3 separate regions of the Mus musculus genome follow, and all the other regions are linked to region 2. The links are chromatin contacts, called in public HiChIP or PLAC-seq maps. All regions are on one chromosome and are shown on one strand. Each heading gives the region's core, a stretch centred on a gene start, on an enhancer-like site or on the middle of the called end of the contact. The rest is flanking DNA. Distances are from core to core; before and after follow the strand shown. Region 1 overlaps Cdc42se2 (CDC42 small effector 2). Region 2 overlaps Lyrm7 (LYR motif containing 7). Region 3 overlaps Cdc42se2 (CDC42 small effector 2).

Region 1 (2,928 bases), core at 81-2,580, 100 kb before region 2:
ACACCCTCACTGCTCACCACAGTGCAGCCCATAGACACGAAGCTCCTCTAGTATTTTCACATGTGTTATTTGGTTTGTCCATGTATGTCACATGTTCTGGTTTATATATAAAGAGCTACAACCCACCTTTGAATGTTAACTTCTCATTTCCAGCAGGTCCATTTTGCCCCTTTAGTCACCTGTCTTAAATGGCTACACTGTTTAAATTAACATGGAACTTCTTGCTTTACCATCTATAATAACTGCCTACCAACCCCCATGTCTTAGACAGGGTTTCTATTCCTGCACAAACATCATGACCAAGAAGCAAGTTGGGGAGGAAAGGGTTTATTCAGCTTACACTTCCACATTGCTGTTCATCACAAAAGGAAGTCAGGACTGGAACTCAAGCAGGTCAGGAAGCAGGAGCTGATGCAGAGGCCATGGAGGGATGTTACTTACAGGCTTGCTTCCCCTGCCTTGCTCAGCTTGCTTTCTTATAGAACCCAAGACTACCAGCCCAGGGATGGCACCACTCACAAGGGGCCCTCCCCTCTTGATCAATAATTGAGAAAATGCCTTACAGCTGGATCTCATGGAGGCATTTCCTCACCTGAAGCTCCCTTCTCTGTGATACCTGCAGCCTGTGTCAAGTTGACACAAAACCAGCCAATACACCACATTTCCCCAAATTTGTATTTTCTTCACATATCCAGTGGACACACCTTTAATCCCCAGCACCAGGGAGGCAGAGGCAGGAGATCACTGTGAGTTTGTGGCTAGCCTGATCTACAGATTGGGTTCCAGGACAGTCAGGACTACACAGAGAAATCCTGTATCAAAAAAACAAAAACAAAACCTAAAACAACAACAAAAGATGTTTCCTACAATGCCTTGGGAAATGTTAATGTGCTTGCCCTCTGCAAACTACATTTTTAGAATTATTTCAGGTGTATGAACCTAAAATATTTATATATAAACATCTTCAAGGAATACTGAATCTGTTGCTAAAAAATTCAACATTGTTATTCTATCAATAGTTACCTTCACTTCTTGAGCTGAAAGTTGCTTAAAATACTTCCATTTTCAAAACTTTATACTTTTAAATCTAAGTACTGTTTGTTACAGAAGACAAAAGGATCAGGAGTTCAAGGTCACCTTCAGCTATACAGCAAGTCTGAGGCTAGCCTGGGCTACATGAGTGTTCTCAACAAAATACAAACCAAGGCAAAACCCCTACACTTAAAACAAAACAAAACAAAACAAAACAAAACCAAAACAGACAAACTATGCACAGGGGAGCGGCATTCCAACAGCTACACAGCTCAGCACATTCCACACATAAATCAACATCAGACTGGTCTATAGCAGCAGAGCTTTCTTCTAAAACCTAATCTTAGAGAAGGAAGAGCTGGACACAATTCAGAAACTGGGCACACTCAAGTCAGAATTTAGACTTTGAAATAAAGACAAGTGGCCAAGTTTAGATGCTGTGACTGAGAGTGGCATTCCCCTAGCGATCCAAAGACTTTCAGAAGCTTAAGTATTCCAATCATTTAGAACTGCTAGCATGGAGAAGTGACAGGCCCTAGCACCCATTATTTTTCTGTTGTAAAACAGAATGCCGTGTTTCAGTTTCCAGATCTAAAATGAAGGCTAAATTAGATGCTATATGCACAGACACTGCATACTACATGTTCTTATTTGATATCAAAATTTTAAATTACAAATACAAGTATAAAGTAACATACAGGATTTTTTTGGTGGTGGTGGTTTTGTTTTGTTTTGTTTTCCCAAGATGAGATGGTACTATGTTGCCCAGATTAGTTCTGACTTCCAAGCCTCAGCCTCAGCCTCAGCCTCCCAGGTAGCTCAGCCTACAAGCACACACTACCATCCATGTCTTACTGTAATCTAAGGGCATGTGCACATGCATACAAGTACACGTGGAGGCCAGAAAACCGTGTCAGACGACCTGGCTCTGGTGTTGCAAGGGCAGGTGGTGTGTGTGTGTGTGTGTGTGTGTGTGTGTGTGTGTGTGTGACATGAGCCACCCAATGTGGATGCTGGGAACAGAACTGAGGTCCTCTAGTAGAACTATGCACCCTTAACCACTGAACCATCTCTTTAACATCAAGAGGGAAATGTTTTTTAAATGAAAATGTTATATTCATACAAAAAAACAATAAATACCAGCTTTACAGAGCACGATGATTCTTGAAAAGCATTATATAAAACAGCACACAGAGAACCACTGCCACAAATTTCAAAACCAGTTTGGGTAATTTTTGTCTAGAGATAGAAAAATAAGTCAAAGTAAAGTTGTTAACAGCCAGGAGGGCATTCAAGGGCAGGAATACAAACAGAAAGGGATGCGCATAAATACTCCTGGACCACTGACTCCGTTCTGCCCTCCTCCTGACTCCATGTTGGGCTGGAATGAAAGTCAGGCAAGCAGTCCACCACTGGCTATGACCCTAGTCCTGATCTCTTTTAAACCTGGGTGATAGCTATATAAAAGTATTTGTTAACCAGGACATTTGTGCATCACACAAGTGTCTATATACATATTTTGAAAGATTTATCTTTTAATTTAAAAACATTACGTGTATAGGTTTTTTGCTTCCATGTGTGTAGATGCACCTTGTCTGTGGCCTAATGGCCACAAAGTTCAAAAAAGGAAATCAAAACTCTTGGAAGTAGAGTTACAAATGGTTGTGAGCTGCCTTGTAGGTGCTAAGAATTGAACCTGGGTTCTCTAAAAGAGCAGTGAATACTCTTAACCACGGAATCACCTCTCTAGTACCTCTTCCTCTCTACTTCCTCTGTGTGCGTGATGTGCACAGTGCTCATGGAGGCCATAAGAAAGCACCAGATTCCTTGGAGCTGAAGTTACAAATGGTTGTAAGCTACCAGACACAGGTGCTGGGAACCAAACTCAAGTCTTCT
Region 2 (2,700 bases), core at 109-2,608:
GGAAGGAAGAACAAAGAGCAGGAGGGGCGCCCCACCCAGACCGTTCCTCCTCTGCAAAACAACGGCTTCCGTGGAAATAACGCGCAGTAGGTAGGTGCTTATAGAAGATGCCAGAGCGTCTGGGAAATCACATTATATCTTCCTTGATGTCCCTCTCTGGACATGAACATGGGCAATAAGCAAGTCACAGAACACTCTCATTTACTACCTGTCCCCAGAGCCTCACCAGGATTCATATTGAGGCTCTGGTTAATGGGCTGGCCTGCTCTACCCAATGGGTCTACTTGTGGCTCACACGGTAAACACTGATGCTGCTTTAGTTAGAAATAAAGGACGGGATGAAGAATAAAAACATGGGATTGGGAATCGTGGTAGTGGTCAGGCCACAGAAAATCCTCATCCCCGGGACAGGAAAAGATAATGACTTAATAACAGAATAATTCCTCAGCCTGCCAATTTGGCACTACCAAATCTAGTTTCAAGAGACTCAAATCCCCCTCTGACCGCACTCTGAGCCACTTCCTGTCCTGGGGAGATGGAGATCTTGGGGAAGACAGCCTCTTTGGGGGGTCTTCAGAAGCTGTCCCAGTCCACTTCCTGTTACTCTGAGTTCAGGAGACCAGGGAAGGCGTCAAGAGTAGACTTAAACCAGACAAGCCTGGGTTCCTTAGCAATGCAATCTTGCTCAGAAATTGGAAACTTCAAGTCTGCTTCCAGAAACACGAAGCCACAAGCAGGCATCCTGACCCAACTGTAAGCACTAAAGACAGTCAGTCATCTTTTAGTAATGGCCACTGCGATTTGCCGTACTCACTTGAGGTTCCATTTAACATTTTAACATTTGTCGAATTCAGATACTTTACTATCAAAGGCTGGAAGGTGCAACTGTCCCTACCAGAGAGCAGCTCAGAAGCAGAGGAACTAACAAAGGAAAGTGGTGTGTGGGATGTGGAACTCTCAGAGAATGAACTGCCATTGTTGTGGAGCAGATTTCAGCACAATGGACGCCATGATGGGCATTCCATTCAGGCCTGGACCCAGGTCAGGGGAAGCGACATCTGCCACAGGAAACAAAAGGACTTCATTCATCAAGGTCCACAGTTCTGGGAAAGTCCCTAACTAAGGTGTGTCTTGAACCTGTGTCCAAGTGGTCTTCCCTGAAGGATGCTTTTCAACAGTTGCTCACCCAGAGACCCTCTTAATGTCCACATGACCTGGAAGTCACAGCAGACTGAGAAGATGCCAGAGCTGACAGACATGTTCCCTATCAGAAAAGCACTCGTTTGAGAAGTCCAGACTTCTGCAGCTTCCAAAATGTATTCCTGTTTCCACGCCTCCAGGCTGTGGGAAAACATTTATCACCATGGCTACAGCTAAAGCAGCTGTCTGTTGGTCACATTAACTTTCAGTCTTCCAACACTGGTAAGTGGTGTGAAGAATCTCCGAAATTGGCTGCTATTGTTTTTCTACTTTACCACAAAGCTACAGCCTTCCATTATGTTATAAAGACTCCTTTCTATAAAGCTGTTCAAGTTCTGACCACGAAGCTACAGCCATGAGGAGAGCTTAGTTTAGGAGTCTCTGGGACTGGACGAGATACTAATCATAGCTGCCAAGTCACAGTGATCGCACCCTGACTAGGCTAGAATGAGAAGAATGTCTGTAAGATTTTACTCCAAGCAGCCAGCTCCAAAACAAAGAGACCAATCTTGAAACTTATCTTAAACAATCAGGTGAGGCTTGCAGATCTGCTACAAGTTGCCCAGGAAACTGATGGGTTTTCTGGAAGTGATTTCAAGACACAGGAGATATTAGGCCCAGCCTGTTAGCATAACACACCTTTAATTCCAACACTGGGAGAGGGAGGCAGGCAGATTCTTGGAATTCGAGGCCAGTCTGATCTATGTAGCAAGTTCTAGGACAGCCAGGGCTACACAGAGAGACCCTATCTCAAAGATAAATAAAAACAAAACAAAACAAAACAAAACAAAAGGAATGTGAGATGCTGCCTTCCCATAGAGGGAGAGAGGGAGGAGATGCTAATTGTACACCAGGAGAAACCCAAAATCCTGTGTGCGGAGGGTCTGCACGGCAGCTGCACAGGTGAAGGAGTCAGGTTTTAGTTCTTGTTTGTTTAGAGAAAGAGTTAAGAGCCTTTACACGGTTCAGTCATCTAGTTTGCTGTGGAAGCTCATCTCACAGTGGGAGGAGGGTGTACCGAGTGCTCTTAAAACACACAAATCCAACTTTGGTAGATAACCAAAAGCTACCTTTTGGAACAAAGCACGGAAGAATCCATCCATGACCTTGCTTGATATTTAAGTATTCTACAACAGGATCCAAAAGTACCCACCAGAAAAGAAAAATAGGCCAAGTAGCCTCCATTCAAATAAGGAACTCCTCAAAGGGAAAAGACACGGGAGAAGGCTCTTAGGCTGCACACATCCAACAAAAGGTTTGTATTTAGAACACACAGAATTCCTTTACGTCAATAAAGAGAGACAAGTGAACAGAGGCTTCAATAGGTACTTTATAAAGAGAACACTCTGACCTGCACTAACTGAAGGTGTTCACGCTTCCTTAGTCAGCAGACAATTGCTAACTAAGGGGCCTGTTAGATGGGTAGAGGTGCATGTCACCAAGCCTGGCACCCCAAATTCAATTTCTCAAACCCACGTGTTAAAAGCTATCTTCTGACCT
Region 3 (2,818 bases), core at 312-2,811, 82 kb before region 2:
CTAGTCTAGGCTGGCCTTGAAGTCACTGTGTAGCCCAAGCTAGCCTTGAGTTCACAATCTTCCTGGCCTGGGATTATAGGTATGTACCATCACCCACAGTAGATATACAGCATATCAAAACCACACGGTCATCTGCCGTTTCATGAAACATGGGAGGGCATAAAAAGAACACACTAAAACGAGCTTTTAGTTCCCTATTACAGCCCTGTTAGAGAAATGTTTAAAATTGAGTAATGATAACAACACAAGACTTGAGGCTGGAGAGATGGCTCAGCAGTTAACAGCACTGTTCTTTCTGAGGACTCAAGTTCAACTTCCAACCTCCATGTGGTGGTTCACACCTATCTTAACTCCAGTTCCAGACGATCTGATGCAAAACCCTCATAAACACAAAATAAAACAAATCTTAGAAACAAATACATAATGAAAGCAAACATCTTCCCGCTCTAGTCTGGGTAAGACTTGTTCATTCCTCATGCACAATCTTATTTTTGAGACAGGGTTTCCCTGTGTAGCCTTGGCTGTTCTGGAACTTGATCTGTAGACCAGGAGGGCCTCACACTCAGAGATCCGCCCGTCTCTGCCTGGGACTACTGGTAGTAAAGGGTATGTGCCACCACATCTAGCCTGTTGTACATATTTTTTTTAATATTTTAAAATTTTATTTATTTATTCATTCACTTTACATCCCAATATCAGCCCCCCTCTCCTCCAAGTACCCCTTCACACAGATCCTCTCCCTCCCCTTCTCCTCTGAGCAGAGCCCCCTCCCCAGTATAACCCCCCACACATTCTTTTTAAAAATTACCGCAATATCATTTCAGCAAGATAATAAAGATAAACTGAATTTAAAAAAAAATAAAACATAGCAAGTAGAGATGGTTCAGCAAATAAAGTCCTTGCACAGCATGAGAACCTGAGTGTGACTTCCGAGTACCCAAGGAAAACCGGAAGCCTACAGAAATAGGAGAATCCAAGAAAACTCACCAGCCAACCAACCTGTGAACAAAAGACCCTCCTCCTCTCACCTGTGCATGCATGCTGTGACACACACACACACACACTCCAGCAGTAAGAGAGAAAAATAAAGGTTTTACAGTTCCATCCCCAGGCATACTTCCACCATTCACTACAAACAGGAAACACACTATAAAAGGTTTTTTACTAACACTAGCTTACTTGCAACCGAAAACATTAGGCCTGGAAAAAAAAACAACTTTATATAAACAACAAAATTAATGGTTCATATTTAGATAACACTTCAGAATGTATCAAATCTATGTTGAAATGTTTTGAATCTTACCACCTTCAGAACACCCTGCATGCATGCCTTGTAGAGCAGAAGGATGCTCATGCTCCCAGGTTACGTCCCTTCCTGTACTTCAGGGCTGGACATTTTTTTTTCCAAAAAAGTAACAACCACCACCAAAAGCAATCCCCTACCTTTTCCAGATCTTCCTCTTGTAGTTAATTTATCTGGAACGTAAGCAGGGCTGAGTAAGCAGCTCCTGGGCGTGAGCAGCACTGTGAGGCTTGCAGGCTTCCTGTGCTGATGAGTTTGAGTGCTTAGTGCGCAGGAGGAGGATCACCTTCAGAAGCCACTGTCACCAGCAGCAGCTGTGGCCCCAGATTCAGAGTTCTGACAGCCACCTGCCAGTTTCAACTTCCTGACCCCTAGGACATAACTATGGGCCTATCTTCTTGAATATATTAATTCAAAACTACTTCAATTCTATTCTTCCAGACCACCCATTCCCTTTTGTGTGTGTGTGGGGGGGGGGGTTGCTGAGACAGTCTCACATGGTCCAGGAACTCCTGATCCCCCCCCCCCCCCCCCACACACACACACACACATCTGCTCTACCTTGAGAATGACCCTGAAGCCTGATCCTCCTTATTCAGTAATTCTATCACCACCAACTGTCCTTCTGAAACCGTAAAGTGTTTGTTTCATAGAATAGACTCTGAAAGTTACGTAAGTGTCTTGTGTTTAAACACACATTACTTGTATTTATTCCTTCACCCCATTTTAGAAGTCTAATACATAAGACTTCGTATTATGAATTTAATTTGTAAGGTCAGTATGAAGAATTAAACCTGGCCTGGTGGCAAATGCCCGAAACTTCATCATTCAAAAAACAAGAAAACAAAGTTCTGACAGATGTAATGTGGAATTATTTTATGTATAATGTATGACAATTAATGGACTAATAAAATACTAACACTCCTGTGGTAGTTTGGATAAAAATGGCCCCCACAGGTCCATAGGGAGTGGCAATTACTAGGAGGTGTGTCCCTAGAGTGGGTGTGGCTTTGCTGGAGGAGGTGTGTGACTTTGAGGTCTCAAAAGCTCAAGCCTGTTCACTTCCTGTTGCCTGTGATCAAGGTGTACAATCTTAGCTCCTCCTAGCACCATGTGTGCTTTTCATGATGATGATAATGGACTAAACCTCTGAAACTGCAAGCCAATTCCAGTTAAATATGTTCCTTTATAAGAATTGCCATGGACGTGATGTCTCTTCCCAGCAATAGAAACCCTAACTAAGACAACTCCTAAGACTACAATGATCCGGTTTTTCTAAATTAAATACATTTCTGTTAACATAAAGATGCAATTGCTGTTGTTTTAAAAGTTTCCTTGCCAGCTTGGTGATACAACCATCTGTAAGGCCAGCATCCAGCAGACCGAAGCAGAAAATCAGGAGTTTAAAATCAGTTTAATCTACACTGTTAGACCCTGTTTCAGAAGCCAAAAAAACAAAACAAACAAACAAAAAAGCCACCCTATATAAATAAAATGTTCCTTTTGCTCTGCCAA

Evidence for each region. HiChIP or PLAC-seq counts read pairs in DNA pulled down with a chosen protein or histone mark.
Region 1: an H3K27ac HiChIP or PLAC-seq map of trophoblast stem cells shows a contact between it and region 2, with 27 read pairs. The contact joins two enhancer-like sites. A contact is called at or near these places in 2 of 15 datasets of contacts at CTCF or cohesin (CD8 T cells and large pre-B cells), 3 of 484 Hi-C or Micro-C datasets (bone marrow-derived macrophages, liver and nephron progenitors), 18 of 115 datasets of contacts at active chromatin or transcription factors (CD8 T cells, the HPC-7 cell line, bone marrow-derived macrophages and 11 more) and 4 of 9 other capture datasets (adipose tissue, embryonic stem cells, liver and 1 more).
Region 3: an H3K27ac HiChIP or PLAC-seq map of trophoblast stem cells shows a contact between it and region 2, with 42 read pairs. The contact joins two enhancer-like sites. A contact is called at or near these places in 3 of 15 datasets of contacts at CTCF or cohesin (CD8 T cells, large pre-B cells and pro-B cells), 12 of 484 Hi-C or Micro-C datasets (the AML12 cell line, ECoMG myeloid progenitors, the HPC-5 cell line and 8 more), 16 of 115 datasets of contacts at active chromatin or transcription factors (the HPC-7 cell line, bone marrow-derived dendritic cells, bone marrow-derived macrophages and 11 more) and 4 of 9 other capture datasets (adipose tissue, embryonic stem cells, liver and 1 more).

The regions. Positions count from the first base shown.
Region 1 is chr11:54,743,146-54,746,073 of GRCm38.p6, forward strand. The region is part of intron 2 of Cdc42se2 (CDC42 small effector 2); the gene reads right to left. Among named protein-coding and RNA genes, the nearest start is that of Cdc42se2, 43 kb to the right of the region's middle. Within about 2 kb of position 1,331, at least 8 of the 459 cell types and tissues checked have an H3K27ac peak or open chromatin away from gene starts, as enhancers often do. A contact at or near this core is called in embryonic stem cells and trophoblast stem cells, where this site is marked.
Region 2 is chr11:54,844,618-54,847,317 of GRCm38.p6, forward strand. The region is part of intron 4 of Lyrm7 (LYR motif containing 7); the gene reads right to left. It also overlaps the pseudogene Gm18818. Among named protein-coding and RNA genes, the nearest start is that of Gm31490, 14 kb to the right of the region's middle. Within about 2 kb of position 1,359, at least 127 of the 459 cell types and tissues checked have an H3K27ac peak or open chromatin away from gene starts, as enhancers often do. A contact at or near this core is called in CD8 T cells, Th2 cells, double positive thymocytes and 5 more, where this site is marked.
Region 3 is chr11:54,762,635-54,765,452 of GRCm38.p6, forward strand. All of the region lies in intron 1 of Cdc42se2 (CDC42 small effector 2), which reads right to left. Among named protein-coding and RNA genes, the nearest start is that of Cdc42se2, 24 kb to the right of the region's middle. Within about 2 kb of position 1,562, at least 57 of the 459 cell types and tissues checked have an H3K27ac peak or open chromatin away from gene starts, as enhancers often do. A contact at or near this core is called in CD8 T cells, Th2 cells, double positive thymocytes and 4 more, where this site is marked.